Regions from separate parts of the Gasterosteus aculeatus genome. Here region 1 is linked to region 2. A link is a contact called in public Hi-C data. All regions are on one chromosome and are shown on one strand. Each heading gives the region's core, a stretch centred on a gene start, on an enhancer-like site or on the middle of the called end of the contact. The rest is flanking DNA. Distances are from core to core; before and after follow the strand shown. Region 1 has its middle 8.3 kb from the start of usp43b. Region 2 holds the start of LOC120827737 (phosphoinositide 3-kinase regulatory subunit 5).

Region 1 (4,702 bases), core at 1,244-3,743, 54 kb before region 2:
TGGTGCTTTAATATGTAAGCATCACCAATATTGCAGCCTTTAAAAGGTGGTATTAACATACTGTTAAAGTGTTATATACTACAGGGTAGCCTAATACATGATAAAAACACCACCATTTAATTGATTGTATTATTAATTTCAAAATACAAAAAGTCTAAATAACCAGCAGCTATGTTGACAGAGAAATACAATAAAAATTATACAACTGGAATGTATTGGGTACAAGTACATGGTGGCAGTAATTGAAAATCTTACTTTAGATGGCTAAGTACTAATAAATGTGCGTGTAAGGCGTCGATTAAAGATGAAGGACTCATCCTTCAGTGACTCAATCATCATCACTGGTTTGTCAATTGCTATAAACATCAGTTCTCAAGCGAACTAAAACGCTTTAGCATATTTTCACTTAAAATTGTATTTTGCTCTAACGACTTTCATGTATAAGAGGGAAAAAAAAACGCTCACCCGCATGTTGGTTCCAACGTCTCTTCTTTCTCTTCGCTACCCGGACAGTGTCGACTGGTTCCTTGTGCCAGTGGGTGCTCGGCCTTTTTCACCGCACAACATCCCAGTTAGAAAAGGCACGGCTTTCAATAATACAATCAATGACGGAAAGAACATTATATTTTTCCGCCTCGAGTTCAGCGTTGCCTCCACTTTGTCGCGGTCAATAGCATAACTTTCTTTGATATGGGGCGGCGTTTGTAAAATGTCGCACGTTCTAAAATCCTGCCAGTTTTGCTACATTTAGCATTATCATATGAACAAAAAAGCATGACAATATTCATATATCACTTTTTCAAACATTTAGAGAGAAATTTATGTAAATTCATGCAATAACTTTTCCAAGGATAATGTTTGGCAGTAACACAAAGTTGTTAAATAATCTAAATGTTAAATCTAAATGTTAAATGTAAATGTTATATCTAAATGTTAAATGTAAATGTTATATCTAAATGTTAAATGTAAATCTAAATGTAAAATGTTCTATGTAAATGTTAAATGTAAATCTAAATGTTACATCTAAATGTTAAATCTTTATCTAAATGTTAAATGTTATATCTAAATGTTAAATGTAAATCTAAATGTTAAATGTAAATTAAATCTAAATTCTAAATCTAAATGTAAATCTAAATGTTAAATCTAAATGTTAAATGTAGATCTAAATGTTCACTCTATATATCAGAGTTGACGACTGAACATTATAATATTTACGGTAATTACGCCGCAGCAAGACAAGCTGGCCGGTCCTGATGAATTAGCTCTTGTTATAGAGCAGGGGTGTCAAACTCATTTTAGGTAGGGGGCCACGTTGAAGTTATGGGGGGGGGGGGGGGGGGGGGTTCACGGGCGCGGAACATTGCGCAACCCCCCCTTGACCGGACCATCGCCGAGGATTTGACCGCCACTGCGGTCATGTGGACCGCATTTCAAAATGAAATGTGCCTCTATTTAAGGTGTTACGGTAAAAGGGCGTACAGCTTTAAAGGCATTAATCGCCTTCTTGTAACGTGTCATAATCCCAATCTTTGAACTGTCTTTAAACCAGATCCGAAAACGGTAACACTCTGCTTTCATGTTGACCCCCTCTATGCTCATGTACATTTCCATGAAATATTACTGTATAGATTTTGAGAAAGCAGGTGGTTCCATGCAGACTGCCTGCAGATCCAAAAAGCACAGCTGACACAGATTAAGAACAATGATTGGATATGCACTTTATGCAGTACTTAGATCCGCTTTCAGTATTTCTAATGTTCTTGGTCTCTTTTTATATGCCTACGCGCCGTATCTGTGTGTGAATAGAATATTCTATACATGTCATTTTAACTGATTTCATTTTATGTTTGAGAAAGTGACATATGAATATTGTCGTACTTTTGTGTTCATATGATAATGCTAAATGTAGCAAAACTGCGCAGGATTTTTGAACGTGCAACATTTTACAAACGGCGCCCCATACTTTCAACAGACCCGAGGTCGTGGCCGACAGGGTCGTTCAATTTAAGCAGCTGTGCCTTTCCGAGTGGGACAACTCAAAATGTCTCATTTCACATACGCATCATTTTCACACAGTGACGTTAAAACATAATGTAATAAGTTGCCCACGTCCCAGACGTAGACGGGAGAGCGTACTTAAAACTCACGATGACTTGGTGACCTGCTCAGTGACTGGTGACTCAGATCATCAGTCAATGCATGCTGGGAAGTACAGAAGTCACAGCCCCCTGTGGCCTTGCACACTCATTCTTACACTTTGTGGGCCTAATAAAGTATGAAAAACGTTGTTTTAAAAACTATAACTTGTAATGAATGTACATGTTTGAATGTGCATGTGGCTATATATATATTTAGATTCATATATTTTCTCAAATGCATGGTGTATGAATGCTGTCGCATGTAAACAGACCATGTAATACATATATGTATATAATAGCCGACAGATGAGGGTGAGTTGACATTCATAAATCAGTTGTTCTCTTTAACTGGTGTCACATTGGCTCCACTCTCCCCATAAATGACCAACTCGGTTTTGTTCATTACTAGTGTGTCACACGTTATGTATTACACTGCTCAAGATTTAAAACATTAAACATTTCACATTTCACACACCGTTGTAGTTTATATGCATTTAAACTGATGCCACAAAAGCCACAACAAATGTCCATTTTCATCGAAAGCGTAAGGGATATTTCATTTGATAGGATAAAAGTCAGCTGAAGTCTGCGATACATTTCCACAGGCTTTCTGTATGACACTTTGTGTTTTGCATAATGTGCCGTGAATCAGCGGCCCGTGAGACTTGAACAATAGCGAGGCTCATGCTGGAGCCGGCACAAAGGTCTTCATTGGGGTCACATTGGACTCGGCAGACCACCCAGCTGTGCGGGTGGAGACACATTCATGACTGCGTACCCCGAGCCTTGCCCTCATGACGAATGGCGAAAAAATAGTCATAACTCTCTCTCAGACATAAATGACCCGTCGTTGCTGAAAGAGGCTTCAGTCACACCCTGCAGCTGACCTCCAGGGTGGCATCTTAGCAGCGTGAATTATGCCAAACATGAAAGGCACACAACTGCAATTCAAAATGACTTTTAAGATCCTTGTGTGAAACATTCATCTAGGAGTTGGAAGTAAGAAACACTTCATGCCTTTATGCACAATTCAAAAGTAGACCCTTTGTCCGCACTCGAGGGTTTGCACCACGTCTGCCCTGCAGGTGGCAGTGTTTAAACGCGAATGAGGGCTGTTCAGGGAGACTCCTCTTGGACATGTGACAGGGAACTGAGTGTGTCCTAATGAAAACCACAGAGGTGGTCCATAATCCCCATGTCGTAGGCGTTGGAACAGCGCATCCTTTAATTATGATAACATCAGGCTAATCATTGTAAATTGTGCTGGTAGCACGTCGGAGGTGTTGGTTGAACACCAAGTCCCATCCTTCTTTATTATCACAAAGAGGAGCAATGACCCACTTGGTTTATTTGTGTTACATTAATGGAAATCAAACACATTTAGGAGTAGAAAACCTCTTTTTTTGAACCCCGTATGAGGACAATGGGAAGCTAAAAGACACGGTGTAATAATATCATTTACGCTTGTATTACCTAAGCTTTCGCAGCTCAAAACCGATTAGAGAATATTAGTTTGTGTTAAAAAAACACCCATTCTGCTAGTATTTAGGCCTCGACTGGTGTGTGGAGACCCGGGGGAAGTCCAGTGTGGCCGTGGCCTTTAGATGTGCCCGATTGACTGATCGGTCTCAGCACAGAGCTAATTGGATGAGCTTCTGGTCTTCACACCATCGCTGCACTGCTGGACCCTCGGTGGAAGCCACGGGGGTCACACGGTTTGATGAATGCAGTTGAACATCTTGCAGGATTTCTCACAGGAAAAACATATGGAGCTATTGTTCAACACACTTCTGATTCAAACAGGTCGTGCAACATCGTGGGTACAGAATCTGTGTTTTCCGTCTCCACAATTTGTCAGGTCGTAAGGAATATACCGCACGTGTTGACAACTCCGGTATGCATTTGTTTCTTTTCTGTTTACAAAGAATTTTACATGATTTAGTGGCAGCGCACAGCTATGTTTTTGCAAAAACCACAAAGTGAGATTTTCCTGATTTCACCTCATTGGCTGAGCTGCGCTCTAAGATGAACGTTCGCCAGCCATCGCTGACAAAACACAGAAATGTTTATGCAGGGAAATCCAATGCGTGTAAAACAGTGTGATCCATAACCATATAGACTGCGTCCATAGTGTGTTCTCAGAGAGGGTCTTGTTATTATTACACACTTCATAATCTCTGCTATCTAAATATTCTATTTATCAAAACTACACATATGTTTTAAAGTCAAAACACTGCAGTAACTTAGTACAATGTATAACAATTACATTCAAAAGGGAATTAGTACTGGCGGCCTGGAATGCCAGGCTCAGAGCTCGTAACAGGATATCCTTGGGTGGTGGCTCCTACTCCATGTCACCCATTTGCTGGAGGTGTCGTTGTGCGTGTGTGTGTGTGTGTGTGTGTGTGTGTGTGCGTGAGTGTGTGTGTGTGTGTGTGTGTGTGTGTGTGCAGCAAGAAGTCCACCTGAAGCCAGACCAAGTAATGGGAAAGACAGAGTTATAGCAGAGGCAATAAATTGTGGACACGCCTTTCCAAAAATAATAAGACTAGGTGGCCCAAGTG
Region 2 (4,643 bases), core at 1,140-3,639:
CATCGTTTGCAGCGAGATCTGTGAAGTTTAATTCATTCCCGGTAAGAAATAAATTAGGCAAATATAAAACTCCCCATTAACGCATCGACATCGTGCTGCTGCGTATTTTATTTTCAGATACCGGACAATATAACTGTAACACCCAAACAAGCGAATGAGTGGCACGTCGACGCGCACACTTACCCACACACTCGTTGGCCTCCCGGGCCGTGGCGCGCTGCCACGGCCGGTCGTAGTGGAACGGCTTGCACCTGTCGCACTCCGGCCCCGCCGTGTTGTGCTTGCACTCGCACACCAGGTTCCCCTCCCGGTCCTTGACGCACTTTGACGCGTGCCCGTTGCACTTGCACCGTCCCCCGACCTGCAGGTCCGACACGGCGTAGAAGTACGAGTCCCGCGCCAGCTCCGAGTCGTCCTCGTTCTCGTCCCCGAACGTGTGCAGCCGGCTGAAGATCACCTTGATGTCGGTGGCCGTCACCCAGTCCTGCAGCACCGGGGAGTTGTCGAAGTCGTGCGCCGACGGCCTGCCGTCCAGCGTGCTGAAGGCGATGAGCCCGCCGGTCAGAGGGTGCATGTCCGTGTGGGAGTCCGTGCAGATGGCCTCCTGCTCGTTCTGCTTGGTGATCGCGGCCTTATTCTGCCTGTTGTACATCTTCTTGCACTGGGTCGAGTAGTACTGAAACGGCACCCACGACTTGCCGTAGTCCATGGACTTGTAGATGGCCATCGACTCGGGTCGGGGCGAGCAGAACTGCAGGCTCACGTAGGTCACCTCGAACTTCTTGCCCAGCGACAAGGTGAGCGTGACGTTCTGCGGGTACTGCGCGTAGTTCTCCGACTGCCAGCAGGTGAGGTTGTGCGGGTTGTTGAGGTCCGTGAGGTACGCCGGCGGATGGGACTTCTTGGGATCCGCGGCGTCGCACGTGTGACAGTCCCTCGTCCGCTCCTCTGCCTTCTCGGACACCACGCAGTACCTGGCGGCGGGGCCGCCGCAGGTGCTGGACGCGCGCACGTCCTTGCCAAAAGCGGAGTTGACGAAGTCCGGGATGCACCTCCGCGGGTTGCCGTTCTCGTCGTAGCACGGGTCCGGCGGGGAAGACTGCGCGGCAAACATGCTGAGCCCGTACCCTCCGGAGACCCCCTCGGTCAGCGCCGCGACTGTCACCAAGGCGACCCAAACCTCCAAAATCCTTTGCATGGTAATCCGTGCACCGCAGGGGACCCGCGCGCTGCAATGCAATGGAGACAAAATATATATATATGACCAGAGTTCTTTTTTTAAAACACTATGATTGGACAGAATCTATACGAGTATAACACGGTTAGAACAAGTGATGCTCTGGGAGAGATTCTGGGCGACTTGAACGCACCGGCGAAGCATCTTACAGATCATTTTTTTAAAAAGGTGAATAAAATGTTCTTACGAGGCAAAGAGACCCGGGACACTACCTCCAAATAAACCGCTCAGTCTGAAAGTGAAGCTCCTAAGAATGAGGGACACAACCTATCCCCTTTACGCACGAAAAGAAAAACCCCAAACTGCCGCTATACTTCTTCAGGCTTTCAACCCCCCCACAGCACCCCTACACCCTTCTTTGATACTGCCTAAATATAAACGAGAAATGGCAAAAAGCCCAGCTGGCCCCGAGTGTCCTCTCAGTCACACCTCTGCCCACCTCTATCTCTGGCTGTCCCAGTCCCCTCTCTGTTATAATCGGCTCCGCTGGTCCTGGGGAGTTTCTCTGCGGAGGGAGAGACAGCAGCGACATCTTCCGAGAGGTTGCGTGCGCTACATGTTAAAAAGAAATCACGCATAGTTTTGTCCTCACAAAAGTCGATCAATGAATATAATTTCGATGCAATAAAATCCTGTGATTTGATGATGCACGAAGAGAAGCAGCAGGCATTAAAACCGTGTGGCCTAAATAGGCAAAGATGTTGCACGAACATCTTGTGGTTTACTCAGAAAGGCAAGTAGATAATCTGAACAAAGTGAAAGTAAATGGTAAAGAGATGGCCCTTAAAAGTCACAAAGAGCAGAAATTTAATTCAGGTTCAACCATTAATGGAAAATTAGTGAAAGGTCAAACAGTGACAGACCATTTTAACCCAACTGGGTTGGTACACATGGTACAAGTGAAAAGCTCTTCTGTACTTTATCTTTGAGCGTCAAAGTGAGATGATTTGACCGTGGTGTGACAATAACAGACAATATGTCTTTAAAAAAAAACAGCTCGCTATAACCACCTGGGACATTATGAATTAATTTATTTTGTCGTAACAGATTGCAATATTAAAACACAAACTGCTTGCCTAAAACCCGTGACCAGGTGCTTTCGAGACGCTCTTGTGTCATGTTAAAAGACTCCTCCTTCTAGTAGGTTTTGTTAAGCAACGCAGCCTTAAGGACTCATTCAGTTCCTTTTTAGCAGCAGACGCTCACTAACTCTGCAGTCAGAGGGTCTATTTTTAAAAAGGGCACCAACGAAGGAGGATGTGGTCCCTCTATTGTTTCCCCCGCCTGCTGGTGTGTCTCAATTGAGGTCGATCTGGGATGATCTAGGACACTGGAGACCGTAGGTAGGTAAGAGCAATGCCTCTCGCTTCATGATCTTTAGCCTCTTTTCGGTGCCTCGACATGTTTACAGGACGTTCCATGTGTCTGTATTGCATGTCCCGTGCGTGCCCGTCTCACGCTGGCCTTATTTGGACTATTTCACATACGCTCTTTCTAGTAGAAACAAGCCTCTGTTGCACAACTTCCATCACATCGCACTGCAAGGCTCTCAAGCAGATTTCCTGTTCCCTTTCTTTTAAAAGCCGCTGAAGGCTGTTGACAGTGCATTCTGAATTAAATGAATTTAGTTTGGCTCAGTGTTTTAAATAGATTTTGGAGTGTCACTAGAATATTTACGTCTATATTGAAGCTCATAAGTATACCGTTAAGGTGTCTCACTGCACATCTGTACATCTTTCCATTCTCCCCCCGCGCTCACAGTAGAATAATCTTAATGCTTAAAGAAGACCAATGGGGGATCAGGCTTTTTGCCTTTGTGCATTGCAGCAGTGGGCCATATAGCCTGAACACATACAATGGTGTAACACCTGCTTCCTCAGTAGACAATTGATTGAATTGACGTGCAGGATCTGGATATGCAGGGAACCTCTGAGTACAGAGCTGCCGTCTGTGTTCCTGCTTGCAGACAAGCTTGTCTTCATGCTTTTCTCTGTCGGGTGCGAATGTATTTATTTTATGCTTTTCAGCTCAAAAGGCTTAAGCTTATTTTACTGTTATATCGTCACATAACCCCAGTGCCTTTGATAAACTGCTCCCGGGAGGCCTTTTCCTGTTTTGACGGGCACAGGTGACCCTCTGATTTCCAGTTGTGTCACTGCACACAACATTCAACACATCTGCCACAGCTGGGGCACAATTGCAGCTTCCGCATGCAAGTCGACATCCTGTGAGCCGAGGATACATATTCAGAGAATAACATGTCTTATTAGGTGGGATGTCTCATGGCTGTGTTTTTTATTTTTTTATTTTCAATTCAATCGGCTTCGAAACATGTCCATTGCTTTCGTAAGCAAATTCCCCAAAATGTGTCTGTTGCTGTTCAAGTTTAGTTCATCGAACATAATTTAATGACTTTTTTTTGCCTTAACTAACACTCACATGTTTACACTTGTTGAAAAGAGTACAAAGGATGACATGGGAAGTTGTTGTCTTACAGGATTCCATTTCCATCCCACCTCCACCAGAATGTTTTCTCTAAGCAGCTGATTTTAAGAATGAATCCAAAATGGAGAAGTCGACAAAGTTGTGGCTTCTGTTTTTTACCGGCTCATCTCCGGCCCGCTCATATGGTCTGTGACTCACGGGTTTTGGTGGGAGGTGCTTTCTGTCCTGACGTCTCTGCTGTCGACATTCGTATTTGCCACTCTGCTCATTGCCACTTTGGGTTGGGTTTAATGTGTCCGCAGTCACAATAACAGGAAGCTTGGACCAATCGGGGGACACTATATTGGTTTACCGGAACACGACATTAGGGCGTCATTCTTGTTCTCATTTTGGCACTTGCCTCTCCTGTGTTTTTCGGTGGATGTTGTGACGCCTCTGCAGAAGATGATGCAGGTGACGGAGCCCAGCTCGTGCACGGAGGATCGCATCCAGCATGTCCTTGAGCGCTGCCTCAGCGGCCTGGGTCTCGACACTCCCAACAAACAACTCTGGAACGGTAAGAGCCGATCCCAAACCTCCCTGTAGGGCCGCATCACAAAATCAGGGCTGGCGATGGAATTTGGCTTATGTCCCCAGCTCACATAAGTACACCTGGTAAAAACCTTAACTAATATCACCCTACACCACCAAACATTAAAGCTGAGTACTTGCATTGAGACAATTACTTCTTCACAGCTAGTGTTTGTAGGTTTGAACATACAACAGATGCATTCTCGTATCTATATGTGCAGTTTGCACTCATTCAGAGCAGACATGCATACATTGGATAAAGGCATGAATAAAACTCTAATTTCTTTTATAGACACAGAGGTTTGGACATGTATATATATATGTACATATATACAACTTATTTGTTTTAAAGGTTTACAATGTTCCATAACAGACCCTCATTCCGAAAACA

What was found. Hi-C and Micro-C count contacts between places; a contact is called where the count stands out from the background.
Region 1: a Hi-C map of whole body shows a contact between it and region 2, with 7 times the contacts expected there. The contact joins the enhancer-like site here to the promoter of LOC120827737 in region 2. A contact is called at or near these places in 4 of 6 Hi-C or Micro-C datasets (skeletal muscle, tail fin and whole body).

The regions. Positions count from the first base shown.
Region 1 is chr11:5,341,117-5,345,818 of fGasAcu3.hap1.1, reverse strand. No RefSeq gene overlaps it. Among protein-coding and RNA genes, the nearest start is that of usp43b, 8.3 kb to the left of the region's middle. Within about 2 kb of position 2,493, at least 1 of the 9 cell types and tissues checked has open chromatin away from gene starts, as enhancers often do.
Region 2 is chr11:5,286,630-5,291,272 of fGasAcu3.hap1.1, reverse strand. It overlaps LOC120827737 (phosphoinositide 3-kinase regulatory subunit 5), which reads left to right and starts at 2,389. Exons shown (of 17, transcript XM_040190839.2): 1 at 2,389-2,580; 2 at 4,124-4,238. The coding sequence starts at 4,127. ntn1b (netrin 1b) reads right to left here and starts at 1,705. Exons shown (of 7, transcript XM_040190841.2): 1 at 1,425-1,705; 2 at 184-1,229. The coding sequence starts at 1,198.